Regions from separate parts of the Gasterosteus aculeatus genome. Here region 1 is linked to region 2. The links are chromatin contacts, called in public Hi-C maps. All regions are on one chromosome and are shown on one strand. The core of a region is the stretch at or near the end of the contact, and the rest is flanking DNA. Distances in the headings are between cores, read along the strand shown. Region 1 has its middle 37 kb from the start of sema6cb. Region 2 holds the start of sema6cb (semaphorin 6Cb).

Evidence for each region. Hi-C and Micro-C count contacts between places; a contact is called where the count stands out from the background.
Region 1: a Hi-C map of whole body shows a contact between it and region 2, with 1.5 times the contacts expected there. The contact joins the enhancer-like site here to the promoter of sema6cb in region 2.

The regions. Positions count from the first base shown.
Region 1 is chr20:3,583,636-3,590,196 of fGasAcu3.hap1.1, forward strand. No RefSeq gene overlaps it. Among protein-coding and RNA genes, the nearest start is that of sema6cb, 37 kb to the left of the region's middle. Within about 2 kb of position 2,771, at least 9 of the 9 cell types and tissues checked have open chromatin away from gene starts, as enhancers often do.
Region 2 is chr20:3,546,879-3,552,948 of fGasAcu3.hap1.1, forward strand. sema6cb (semaphorin 6Cb) reads right to left here and starts at 3,267. Exons shown (of 18, transcript XM_078094524.1): 1 at 3,125-3,267.

The DNA of each region.
Region 1 (6,561 bases), core at 1,521-4,020, 36 kb after region 2:
AGTAAGATTTGTTTCTGCTCGGTGGCTGAAGAGGGAAGAAAAAAGGAACCCAGGTCCAGTCGGGACAGTGATGGAGGGCCCACTTCAGCCTGCTATTCCCACCCGGAGCATTCCGAACGCTCGGCGCGGCATGTTAATGCCATTCCTGAGCAGCTGCGGTCAAGCGGAGGGCCCCGGGAACCTCGGGGGCCGAAGGCCCGGTGGTCTCGGCAGATAACCTGCACCGGCCTGCGCCGTGTCAGCCGCGGATTATGGATGACAGAGGGTTGTGAGGTTGGGCGGGGGTGAGGGGGCCTATGGGTCTGACAGGTAATAATTCACTCCCCAGGGGTTGAGCACCCTCCACTGGACGCGAGCGGCTGGAGATAAAGGAACGCTGGGGGGAAGGGGGGGGGGGGGGTGGAGCTCACCCTCCCCAACTATCCGCCTCAAGAAGCAGGGCGCTCATTGGCCGCCCCAGTTGCTACGGGCAACCAGCCATTATCGGGATGAAATACGAGGTGCCGCAGGCCGCCGCCTCCCCCAGGTGAGTCCCATGTGGCGGAGGCTCGCCGCCTTGAGGGGCGCCGAAACACTTCAGACGGGCCGCGGTCGTGGAGGTGACGCAACAATAGACTGCGGGGAGGGGAGGGGGGGGGGCAACGACTATTATCCGAGGCTCTCAAGTTCCACTGAGCTTGAAATGGTGGGGAGGAGGGAGTGTGGGGGGGGGGGGGATGAGCACGCGAGCAGCCAGTCAACGACTTTCTTTGGGGGATTTAAATCGAACGTGTCTTTGTGTAGCTGCCTGAAATTTGAGTTTTCCCAAACGCGAGCGGCGGAATAGCCGTGTGTGCGTTACACGTGGCCGTGCTCAGATATTGAGCACTCTATCTCGATGACGAAAATGGAAATAGGCCCACTGAATGTTCCCCCGAGGGCCGCGGTCCTCGGCCCCCCCGGTTAGGAGCCTATTTCAACCACCATTACCCCGACGGCCATTAAGGATAGATGCCATCTGCACTCGCTGGGACCCGCACACCCCCCCCATGTCATTCCACAACTAAAAAGCAAACGCTTGAAAATGGAAATAGGAAATAAAATTACACACCGGTCTGAACGCGCCATTAAGCACGCCAACTGAGCTGGCGGAACCTATCAGGGGCCCCGAGAGCGAGAGACGGACGCCGCGGCCTCCCTGTGATGTGACTTTCCTAATGGTGCCGGGTCGTAAAGCAGACGGAGGAGTTGTTTATGGGGGCGGGGGGGTCAACACCTCTCCTCGTCAGCAGACCCGGTGACATGTCAAATAAAACAAATGGGAAACCACAACCGCTACCGCCACGTCCTGTGACATCACTGCAGCAGGTTCAAGTGAGCGTGAAGGATTGGGGGGGGGGTTGTTGTCACAAGATCCAACCGCACTGTCTCCACTTAAGACATCTGACTGGTCACACTAAGAGACGATGTGGCCCCCGATGGGGCCCCTGGACATACGTGGATTTTTGCTAAAACTTCCGGGGTGGATCCGAGCAAAAAGGAACACGACCGACGGCTCCTTCAGGCAACAGTTGCAAACAGGCTGGATTGAAGAAGTGAGGGAGGGAGGGGAGATTTATTTATTGTTGAAATGTTCTTAGCTCTCGAGTGAAACCGAACACCCAGTGAGGGCTCGGGGAGAGGGATAATTCACAACAGGCTGAGACAAATCAGAGAGACAGAGAGACACTCCTAGCGTCTCACTTCAGTCCATCTCTTTGTGCATCGGAGACCGAAGTCCAACAAACACTGACTGCTGCTGACTAACTCTCGCGTGCAAAGGCAGAAACCTGCAACAAGACCAACGAGCTCATTTTTCATCAACCCCCCGACACACACACACACCTTTGAGAACATGGCTTCAATACTTGGCAATGATTTCACAGGTGAAATTCCAAGAGGCTGCAGCTTTTCTTTCCTGGGGCTGAATGCGTGTTGTGCTTTTATTTTGCACCGATTCACAGGAAAGGAAACGAATGTGTGCCCGTCATCGTTTAGGAAGGGGTGAAAATCCAAAAAAGGAGGGGGGGGGGGGGTGGTACGCATATTCAAGCTGCTGCAAGGCGACAGACACGTTATCAGTTGCCAATTGGTGAGAAGTTGCAGCGTTGCAGCAACAGTCAACGCAGGGCAGAAAACATGACAACGTGTCTAAATCGTGCACACAAAAGAAATAGAAAATAGTGAAACGTCAGAGTCATGAGCCGAGGGGGGGAAACAAGAGAAAAACCAGCAGTTTCCTCAGACCCCCCCCACACCAAAAAAGTTCAAGCCCATAAAACACGTATTTTTTGGAGGGGACGAGGTGTCACTCGGAGGGGGGGGGGGGGGGGGGGGGGGGCTGCGGAGCACCGGGCCGCCGCGGTGCGGGGGGGAAGCGCAGCGGCGGCATCGCTGAAGTCACCCGGCCGGCCAGCGAGCCATTTCTTACCTTATTGATTCCTGCGCGGGTCCAGCGATACGACATGACAACAACAACAAAAATGTTAAAAAAATAAAAAATACCCGTCCGCGCGTCTCTCGGACGGCCCCCCCCGGCGCAGCAGAAAGGCAGAGTTGTTGTTAGTTTTTTTTTTTTTTTGAGTGTGTAAATCCCAGAAGCGCCTCGGCAGCGGAGCGGCGTCCGTCTCTCTGCACTACCGACACCGCAGCGGAGCCAGACTGACGGTCACAACACTCCCGGCCGCGGCCGAGGACACGCCCCCTCCCCTCCTCTGGGTTTGACAGGCGTAACGGCCAATCAGGAAGCGGTGTCGGGGTCGCGTTGGCCCCGATTGGTTAATCAATCGAGCTCTTTTGTGTTTCGCAGGAGCCCCGCCTCCCAGCTCCGGCTCGCTTTTTTTCCCCAGATGTTTTTAATGCCTGAATATTAGCCCACACCCCCCTCCTTCCCGAAACTCTAAACCAGCCAATCACAGCGCAGGACAGGGGATTTAAACGCAGACATACGTTTGACCTGAACTGAAACCCATTGCCATTCTGTGCCAAAGAGTCTTATTCTAGGACACCAATTATCAGTTATTTTCATCATTTAATACTATGGTAATTATTGAACCCTAACTTACTATTTGATATTTTAGTCTGTCTCAAATAAATACATGTATAGCACACATACACACACATACACATAGCTGTTTCTTTTATATGAATCATGTTCCCATTGGAAACAAGAGAAACCTAAAAAACTCTAAAGGTTCTATAGGAACAATAAAAGCGAAATGCTCTTTCCAAGAGCGTGGGCGACGTGTACGGACAGCGGTTAATCAGCCGGTGGCAGCGACATGTGTAGTTTCCCGGGAACGCACATAAAACACCTGTGCGTCGATGGCGGCGCTCCGGCTTTTAGTCCGAACGCCGCATCTGTGTTTGATGATAATCTAATAGATGGCCGTGGACTCGCTGACTCATTTGTCTCCCAGCTTCATCCACCGCATTTCCATATCAGTCAGTCTTTCTTGTCAAAATGCTGCTGTGTTAAAGGACGCAAAAAAAAGAGGAGTTCAAGTGGCTCCCGCAGCAATTATCTGCACTGGCTATGATACATGTACTGTGAGGCACTCTGCTAGTCCGATAGATGAGATGGACTCCCCTCGGGTCGCGCTTGTTCATTGCATTCTTCTTTGGCCTCAAGCCGCAGGAAAAAAAATAAATGGCTGTGAGTGTTTTTTTTTTGTTCGGGCTGTGACTCAACGCTCTTGGACCCGCTGCGGCCGTTTCTCTTTGGCAGTGCGATGCCGCCTGCGGTTTGGAGAGGCTCTTCCAAGGGGAGGGGAAGGCCGAGGGCTGAGAGGGCCGCGGGCCGCGGGGACTCCTTCAAATCCTCGGCCTTTTACCCTCCTCAGTTCGCCACTTCTCCAGCGGAGCGGGCGGCTCGGACCCTGAATGCAAACACCTGCAGGGCCTGGGGGTCCGGTGCGGGTGTAGACCTCCACATGTGCAGAGGATACTCACAAAGCCGCTCTGACAAGAGAGACTGCTGTTCAAAGACAGTGCGTGTGTCTTCAGGGCTTTTATTGTGAAAGCTAAGAACAGAAGGAGCTAAGCTGTCAAGGTTTAAAAAGGAGAAACCAAGTTTGCCATCTCAGTTTGTTTCGCAGAACGTGATTGGTTGATATCTTGGCGGAAAATGTGAAAGCTCTAAAATATCAACCGGGTTCCAAAAAAAGGAATGACTGATTATGCCCTCCTCCAGCTCATTTATGGCCTTTCAGATATATATTTTTGGACGACAACAGACCTTTTCCTCACAGATATTTTGTGTTGTCATAGCAGCAGTTCTAGTTGGCTAATCCATTGAGCCCGCCCACTCGATGCCACGGCCTCCACCCATGTGGAATCACTTATCATTAATATTTTTGTTTGTGTGTGTGTGTGTTTGATTGTGTACCGCTTGTCAAGCTGTCTGTTTGCGAAAAAGTTGGAACGTAGACGTTTGTATTAATGTCAATCGCTTTAATCCATTGTTGGTCTCGGCCTTTTAAAAGTAGTAGTTTACAATCAGAAAAATAATAAAATTGTTTCATATAAGGCGATCTCCTGTAAACCGCAATCATGCAGATTAGTAAATCTAGTGATGATGTGGGTCATTAAAAAATGATATCAACCAAGAAACCATTACAAGAAGTAATACAGCATGGATGCTCTTGTGAATATTTATACTACAGATACTTTATCCAGTAAATTGCGATGTAAAGGCTCGCATAAATGCTCACGTTAGCCCTCGCCTCAGGCCCCAGGGCCACTTATCTAAAATCAAACATCTTAGCGAAGACAAGACCTTGTCGTCACCACGAGAGGAGTCGTCCAAAATGATCCCGCCGCCTGTAGGTGGGGGTCTGGACAGACGACCACGCTGCAGCACGTCGACGAATGCCTGCAGAGGAGCGTGAGAGCACAATGGCGGAATTCAAACAGCCTGATTTGGAGCCTGCCGTCACCTTAGAGCCAATTAAGAGCCACACACACACACACACACACACACGCGCGCGTGCGCGGCGTGTATTTCGTGTTTGGTCCCATGGGTCTCTTTGAGGAAGCAAAGGCACTGAAAGACTGAGGAACAGAGAGGGGAGAAGTGCGGGCCGGGAATCCGGCATAATGATGACGACGATCCTCAAAGCTTCAGTGTCTCATCCTCTCACAGGGCTGCAGACAGTCGGTAGTGTCTGCTTGTATTTCCAGGGAAGGCTGGAACATCCACGCCTGTCAATTATCCATAATAAATGTAAATATATTGAAGCGTATCCATTGAGAATATACAACGTGAGGTAGCTGGGACGGATGGACTGAAATAAAGTGTGATTTGTCTCCTTTTCACCCAGGATCTGTACATGTACATTCTGAGGGAGGTCAATAAATGCCTTAAACTTTAATTCACCGACCTTTAGGGGGCGCCTCTTCTTGTTGTACAGAAGACTATGAGATTTACTACCTCAGTAAACATGAGTTCATGGTCTCAATCGTCATGGTTACTACGTCCCCCACGTATACAATCTATGGTAACAGCGATGCCTGTTTGACTCTTTGACTTTACAAATCTTATAAGGTCAAGAGTTGAAATACATTTATTGTAAAACATTGTCAAATATACATAACATGAAACAGATATATATCACGCCAAAAAGTCAACAACACGAGTGCAATGCTGAAGCGCTTTCAGCTTTAATTTGAGGGATTTTTGCATCAACTGTGTAGAAAGTAAAAGCCTTTACGTTTTCTAACTTCTTTAGGATCATAAAAATACATCATGTTACATTTCTGGCTGTTAATACTTTGCAGTCAATAGTCGTCTAGAATCCACGACTAGATGATCCAGTAGAGATCAGCAGACAGCTGGTATCTTCCCTCGTGCCAGCCAGAATTTGAATATTAAAGAATCACATCCATTTTTCGACCGTTTTCAAAAACAAAAAGCTTTTCTTTCTAAACAACTTCTGCACCTACACTATGGATGAAGCATGGTGGAGGTGAACTTTTGGCCAACGATGGAGAAAGCCTATAAATCTTGTTCAAATCCACTATCAACCAGGAGATTGCTTTTCGTTCTCTGTGTGAAACCAGAAGGCAACAGAGATTTATTGGTCACTTAACACACATCCATGAATGTGCTAACCCAAACAAAGACCTTATCTTAGCCGAGTCGCTGCCCAAACCTACCGCTTGTGTATAGACTGGAGTTTATTATCAAAAGACTGCATGCGTGTAACGAGCGGTTTGACGCGTATTTGCTCGACTTCCGTAGGGAAACGCACAAATGAGGAGTCGTATCTTGAAATATGTCAGAATGAATTTAATAGATGTCTCGCTGAATATTTCCATTTGGTGGAAAAGCGGCGCGATAAAAAAAACACACGTCTTGTATTTTGGAGATTTAACTCATGTCATGCTGTCAGACTGGAATACATCGTTTTTTTTCCCCCAACCTGGAAGCCTAAGGGAGGGGGGCACGGGGGGAGATAAGGGGTTGTTGGACTGTCATGGAATGCAAACTGTCTCGAGCATGAAAGTCAGACTGGCTTCTCTTGAGCTCTGCGCCCTATTTTC
Region 2 (6,070 bases), core at 2,017-4,516:
GGACGTCTCATAAAACATTGCATGCTGGGGCAGGTTTGACTTTTTTCTTGCTATGCTGGCGAGTTTAACGACCCCAAAGAAGTTGCATCACTTCGGCGTTCCCACGTGTGGATAATTCGCTGCCGGTGGATGTGAAAGTCAGCGGAAAGTTCTCTTTGGAGACCGAAATATTAGTCCAGGTTTTCTCTGCACTTTTTGAAGATCCATCCGATCGCTGTTGAACAGCAGCACGCGGTGATCGATGACAAAATGATTCCTTTCGCTGCCTGAGAGGAAGTACAAGGGGAGGCCGATGGAAACCGCCCTCCCTTTTCTCGCCGTTTTATCCGGCGCCCCGAGGTGCTAATGGCGGCATCGCGGCTCCTCGGCAAGGCAGAGAACGCATCGCATCTGCGGATCGATATCCCCTGCTTAGGGGCCGCGCGCTCGCCGAATATAAAGCAACCGTGGGAAAGACATCCTGCCACGTTCCAGGTGAGGAGAGCCGGGGCGGCGTTCATCCCGCCGAGCAAACGCAGGGTTCTAATGAGGAGATAATCGGATTCCATTAACAAACTCGAAAGAATCTGCATTTTTATGGTTAACTTTTGACGAGGCAGAGTTCAGCGATGTTGCAGCATCCCTGGTGCTTTACTGTGCAGCCACCAGCGATGGAGACCTACTAATAGACAACTTTAATAAAGTGGCATTAAGTCAGCTACAAGCAGAGGGACGCGGATTAAAAGCTGGCATGTTACATATTATCCAAAGCGACTTACATCACACTTTAAACCCATGGCTTTATACATTTGGCCCGGGGAGCAATTAGGGGTTAGGCGTCTTGCTCAGGGACACTTCCACTTGAGACATGGGGCAGCCGGGACTCGAACCACCAGCACACCCGCTCTACCCCCATGCGCCACGACGACCCACCTTCTCCGGCTCTGAAAGGTTTTTCTACTCGTGATGCGAGTCAGGCCGGGACTCCAACATGAGACACATCAGGTTAGCTGCAGATGTGAGGTGAAGCGCTGTCTCCACTGGACCGCTGTTTGGCCAGATGTTCCTGGCAGAGGGGCGGGAGGTTGAGGTGCATTCCGTTTTACGACACGCGGTCGAACAATGAAAAAGCTTTGTGCTTTAGGGCGGGGCTACACAGGGATTGACAGGTCGCTATGACAGCATTGTCCAGTCTGTGATTGGTCTGTTTTCGTCTCAAAGCTAACGTGCTTTCAGTAACCAACCAATTAATTTTGGTCACGTAAAAATTTTGCTTTGTCTTGTGCGTAGCTCCACCCCCTCGTGTCACTTCCAACCAAGATGGCGACGACCAAAATACAAACCCAATTGGGGACATCTTTCACATCCCTGGGAGCAATGTAGGTCCTGTCAGACAAACTGGGATCCAACCACACGACGTGTTGCAAGGGAAAAAAACTAAAAGCAAACATGGGGATTTGAGTCAAGCTGCAGCAAAGTCTCATGGGTAAACATCGTGAAGACGGCGTCCCTGTAAACAGAGCAGCCTGCTGACATGTGCGGTACATCAGTGCTGGTGTGCGTGTCGGCTCCCGGCGTCCCACCCGCCCACCGAGCCGCACACACCGCTGACACTAACGGGGCCGGAGGGCCGGTGCAGTGTGGCAGGTGCGTCACCCGGGCGGGGTGGGCGTGGAGTCGGGAGCACGCAAGCGGAGCACGTGAGGCCGCGTTCCCCGCTCAACACCGAGCTGGAGCACGACTCGGCGAGAAATACAAGGAGGCTGACGGGGGCGGAGAGAGAGAGAGAGAGAGAGAGGTCAACTGCAGTTCATCGGAGGAGCACGCAGAGTCCTGGTGTCTCAGGTGCAAAGCTCGTAAAGGCTTGAAATGCCCCGGGTTTAAATCTGGACCTGGAAATTGATAATGTTCAAAATGATACGGATGCATGACGGAGAAGGATTTACAAAAATAAAAAAAAGATATTAGAACTGTTCAATGATGCCTGAAAACTAAACATTTTTATTGCAGCAAATATTTGTATAATTTAGATCCTGATGATTTACATTGTTTTTGTCTTTTTTTTCCACTTGTACATGTTTTTCAAACACAATTAATGTAAGGAATGCTCTTTTTCTGTATTCATATTCATATAAAAGTATCCAGATCCAGGGTTTTAAAAACCCCATTATTGGTGTTTAAAAAAAAGAAAGAAAAGAAAACAACTTGAAAAATAAACAACATTAAGAAAAAAATCGCCTGGTAAACGTGTGTCAATCCGAGGTTCAGCGAGAGCGTCCAGATGGTTCGCTTTGGTATACAAAGATATTTCTTGTTTTCCTTCATGTCAAGCATGTGGGCCATGAACAAATGTTCATGCATCCAAAATATGCAGCAAACACAGTCCTCCTCCTCGCCTCCCCCCCCCCCCCCCCCCCTCCCCTCTCCCCCTCTCTCCCTCCTCTCCCTCCCCAGCGATCCGGTTCCACAACCCGTGTCACCGAAACCATCGGATTGTTCGTCTCAAACAAAAGTGGTGGGCTTCTGTCCACTTTTGGCTCAGCGCACTGTTCTCCACAATGACCCCCGTGTTGCACACATGCGAGGGAGGCCAAGCGCGGGGGGGTGGGGGGGTGGGGGGGTCGCGGCACAATGGCGGCTCTTTGACACGAGGGCGGGCATTAATAAAGAGGCAGCCCAACGCGGGCATTAGCGGCGCCAAAACGCTGCGAACGAGAGCTCAAGGGAACGAGGGCAGCGGCTGCAGACTGCAGCGCGTCGCATAAAGTGCGTCCACCAGTCATCTGTGTACCTGGGCGCGTGAGGCAGAGCTGTGATTACAGCCTCTCAAGGGGCCTTTTTTCCACTTCGGAAGAGCACTTGAAAATCAGGAGCGGCACTGGCTTATGCAATCAGGCATGGTGTAACAAGGGGAAGGCCATTAGCAGGTCTCTCTCTCTCTCTCCCTCCATTATTGTGGCCAATCTCACAGGAGGGGAACGCGCGATTTATAGCGTGCAAACGTGTTGTTATTTCCTACGTTTATCCAAACGACCCGAGATCATGGAAAACTATGTGTACTTACTATACTCTATGGTCGCTTGGCCTTCAGACTCAAAATAGTTGTGTGCGGTGCAAAAAGAAAGCGAAAAGGAGAGTAGAAAACCTACGGTGTCGGCACGCCCGACGATCCACCTATTCTCCTGACGCCACGGCCAGGAAGTGACCTTCAGCAGGGCGGGCGTCTTGGAGGCAGCGTTTTTGAAGACGGGCGTCTCTGAGGTTCTCCCTCTGAGGGCGTGGAGTGTCCAACAAAGCTTCCTGTGAGAGCAAAGGAAAAAACAAAAGAACATGAGTGTGGACAACAACACTAGAGGGACAGCTGCGCTGCAAACAAACACAGACTTTTGCTTAAACGAGGCCGGCGACCCCACAGGGCTCCCACGTAGAGGGGCTCCGACTCCTCTCAGTGTGATGTCCTCAGTGGATCTCTGCTGTCATAACAGCACAGCCAACACAAGCAGGGAGGCCGTAAACAGAGCCAGATGTTGCAGGCCCAAACATGGAGGCCAAAGCAGTTTTCCATCCTAATCTTAGTGTGAAAAGCATGCACATTTCGGCGCGGATATCGGGTATCGGGATTTTGGCAAAAATGAAATCAAATAGTCTTCAGTTCTCGTGTCAAGTCTTCTTTAATAGAACATGATGTTCATTCGGTGAATGATGCCCATGCAGCACGGTCACTCGGTCCACATGTGCTCATTATTCACAACTGAAGACAATGGCGACCACTGAACCGCAGTTGACAAACTAAAACCTACGGATTCATTCACACGCATCTCGGCAGCCATGTTGTTGTTTTTTTCTTCGTTCGTCGCGGCTGCTCGCAACTTTTTTCCCCCACCACGAAAACACCCTTTTTTTTAAACTTTCTCCATTTGCCTGAAATTCATCTCTGCTCTCAGGGGACTCATTCAGGCAGCAAAGCCGGGGGGGCGAGAGACGGGGGAGGGAGGGGGGTGATCCGTCTGTACCTCCCCTCACCAACAGTACCGGGAACCTGCCTCCCCGTAGGAAAAAAGAAAAAAGCTGAACTTCTCACACACTCACTCACACACACACACACACACACACACACACACACACACACACACACACACACACACTGTGACTAACGGTGAGTGTTGAATGGATTTTCTCTAACTAAGCTTACCTCCTACACACATAAAGCTACACCCTCCTGCCACAGAAGATCTTGGGTGGAGGGGTGGAGGGGGGGGGGGGGGGGGGGGTCTGTGACCGCAGAGTGAGTCCTCACATCCTTAGCAACAGATGAAACACGTCCGGCTCGCTGACTCACTCGCGCGGCGAGGCAGACGAGGCCGCCGGCTGCACTGATGTGGCGGCTTCGAAAAGGCCCCCAGTGAACCGCTCGGGTCGCCGGGTCCCCCGTCCCAAAAGGTGCCCCGGGACCGTAAAGAGCGCGATGTCACCTGTGTTTGAAACGAGCGGGCTCCATTATGCACAAACCGCTGACCACACACGCGTGCACGTGAACAGGCCACAGCTGTTTCTCGTGTCAACAACCATCAGTGTCGACAGCGCCGTGGTTTGCAGGTCCAAATCAATACCACGCTGGTAATGAAAATGTTGCTGCAGCTTTGATGCTTCTCGTTATGGATTCTAAAGGCCGCATTCACAGCCAATCACGCTACGCCGCGATTAGCCGAGTTGAGTTCAACTGTTACCTAAATGGCCCTTCGTGTAATGTTGTAAAAACATGATTTCATCACGAGACATTATGCTGCATAATTATTGTTTTCTGTCAGTATTTTTGTGATCGTGACATTTACGACCGCCTTTGAAGGCAACTCATTTCACAAGCAGTTAGACAAGCAAAGAATGTGCATTGTGCTGGAGCTCGTTGCAGAAAGAAGAAGAAACACGAGTGAACCTCTCAGAGTCTTTTGTGATTGGCCACAAAAGCAGACTGACGTCGGCTCAAACGCACACAAAGGGCCTTGGATTGAGTTCAAATTCAGCCATTCATTTTCTTGAGTTTTTGTTCATATTTCTTGATAAATACAAATAAAAAGATCAATTTTTCATCTAAATCGCGTGATACGATACCATAGCAGGATTGCGCTCCACTCACAGTCAATACTTACAACGTCTCCACCAGCGACACACGATTGGCGGCGGATTAGAGGCGGCAGATTCAGTTACAGCGGACACACGGTGGCGTCCAACAGGCCCCAGCTGACCACGAGGCCCAGAGGCTTTGTTGTTCGGCTCTGTTGTTGTTGTTGTTGTTGCTGCTGCAGCTGCACAGAGCAGCGCCCAACGCGCATCACAGCCAACGCGATCGGCTGCCGGGACCTTTACGGAGCTCCGCGACTTCGGATGAGAGGCGCTGCTCGTACAACACGTGGGAGGTGAAGGATGATGTCGTCCTGGTTGTCTCATTTTTCTAGAAATTGTCCCGCAGTCCCTCGTGCCCTCTGAACACACACACCCCTTGCTGATCCACCTCCCCAGGGCAGATTTCGCTGCGCTCCTTCCCTTCCAGAAATGACCCACGAACCCCGCAAACAGATTCGTCGCACACAGACAGACACACCTCCACTCCCACTGCCACGCTGGATATTTCCCTGGATGCCTTGCGGTGCTCACCGGGTCGTGGTGGTGATCAATGGCTCCTGGTGGCGGGGCGTCGAGGGGGGGGGCGGTGCAGAATGGAGGTATTAATAATGCAAGGTCCAGGCCTGTCATATCCGCCATTAGCCCGGAGGAGGCGGGAGGCCCAGCGGCTGATTGATTACTAATCAGATAATTGCATCCTTTTAGAAAAGCAGCAGAACGTATCAGACTAATAGGGTGATGGCGGAGGACAAATATCCACCGAGGCTGTTCAAAAAAAAAACGGACTTGTCAGACAAGGAATTGCTTCTCCTCAGAGATGGGGGCACAATTCAGGAAAGACGAGGCGGAGTCGGTGTAATAAAACAAGAATTCAATCAGACTGTAACCCCGGTGTGTGAATACAGCGTTGCTTACTCTCTACATATTACTTTCAAACGGTCTGATGAATTGCTCAATCCTCCGCAGGCCT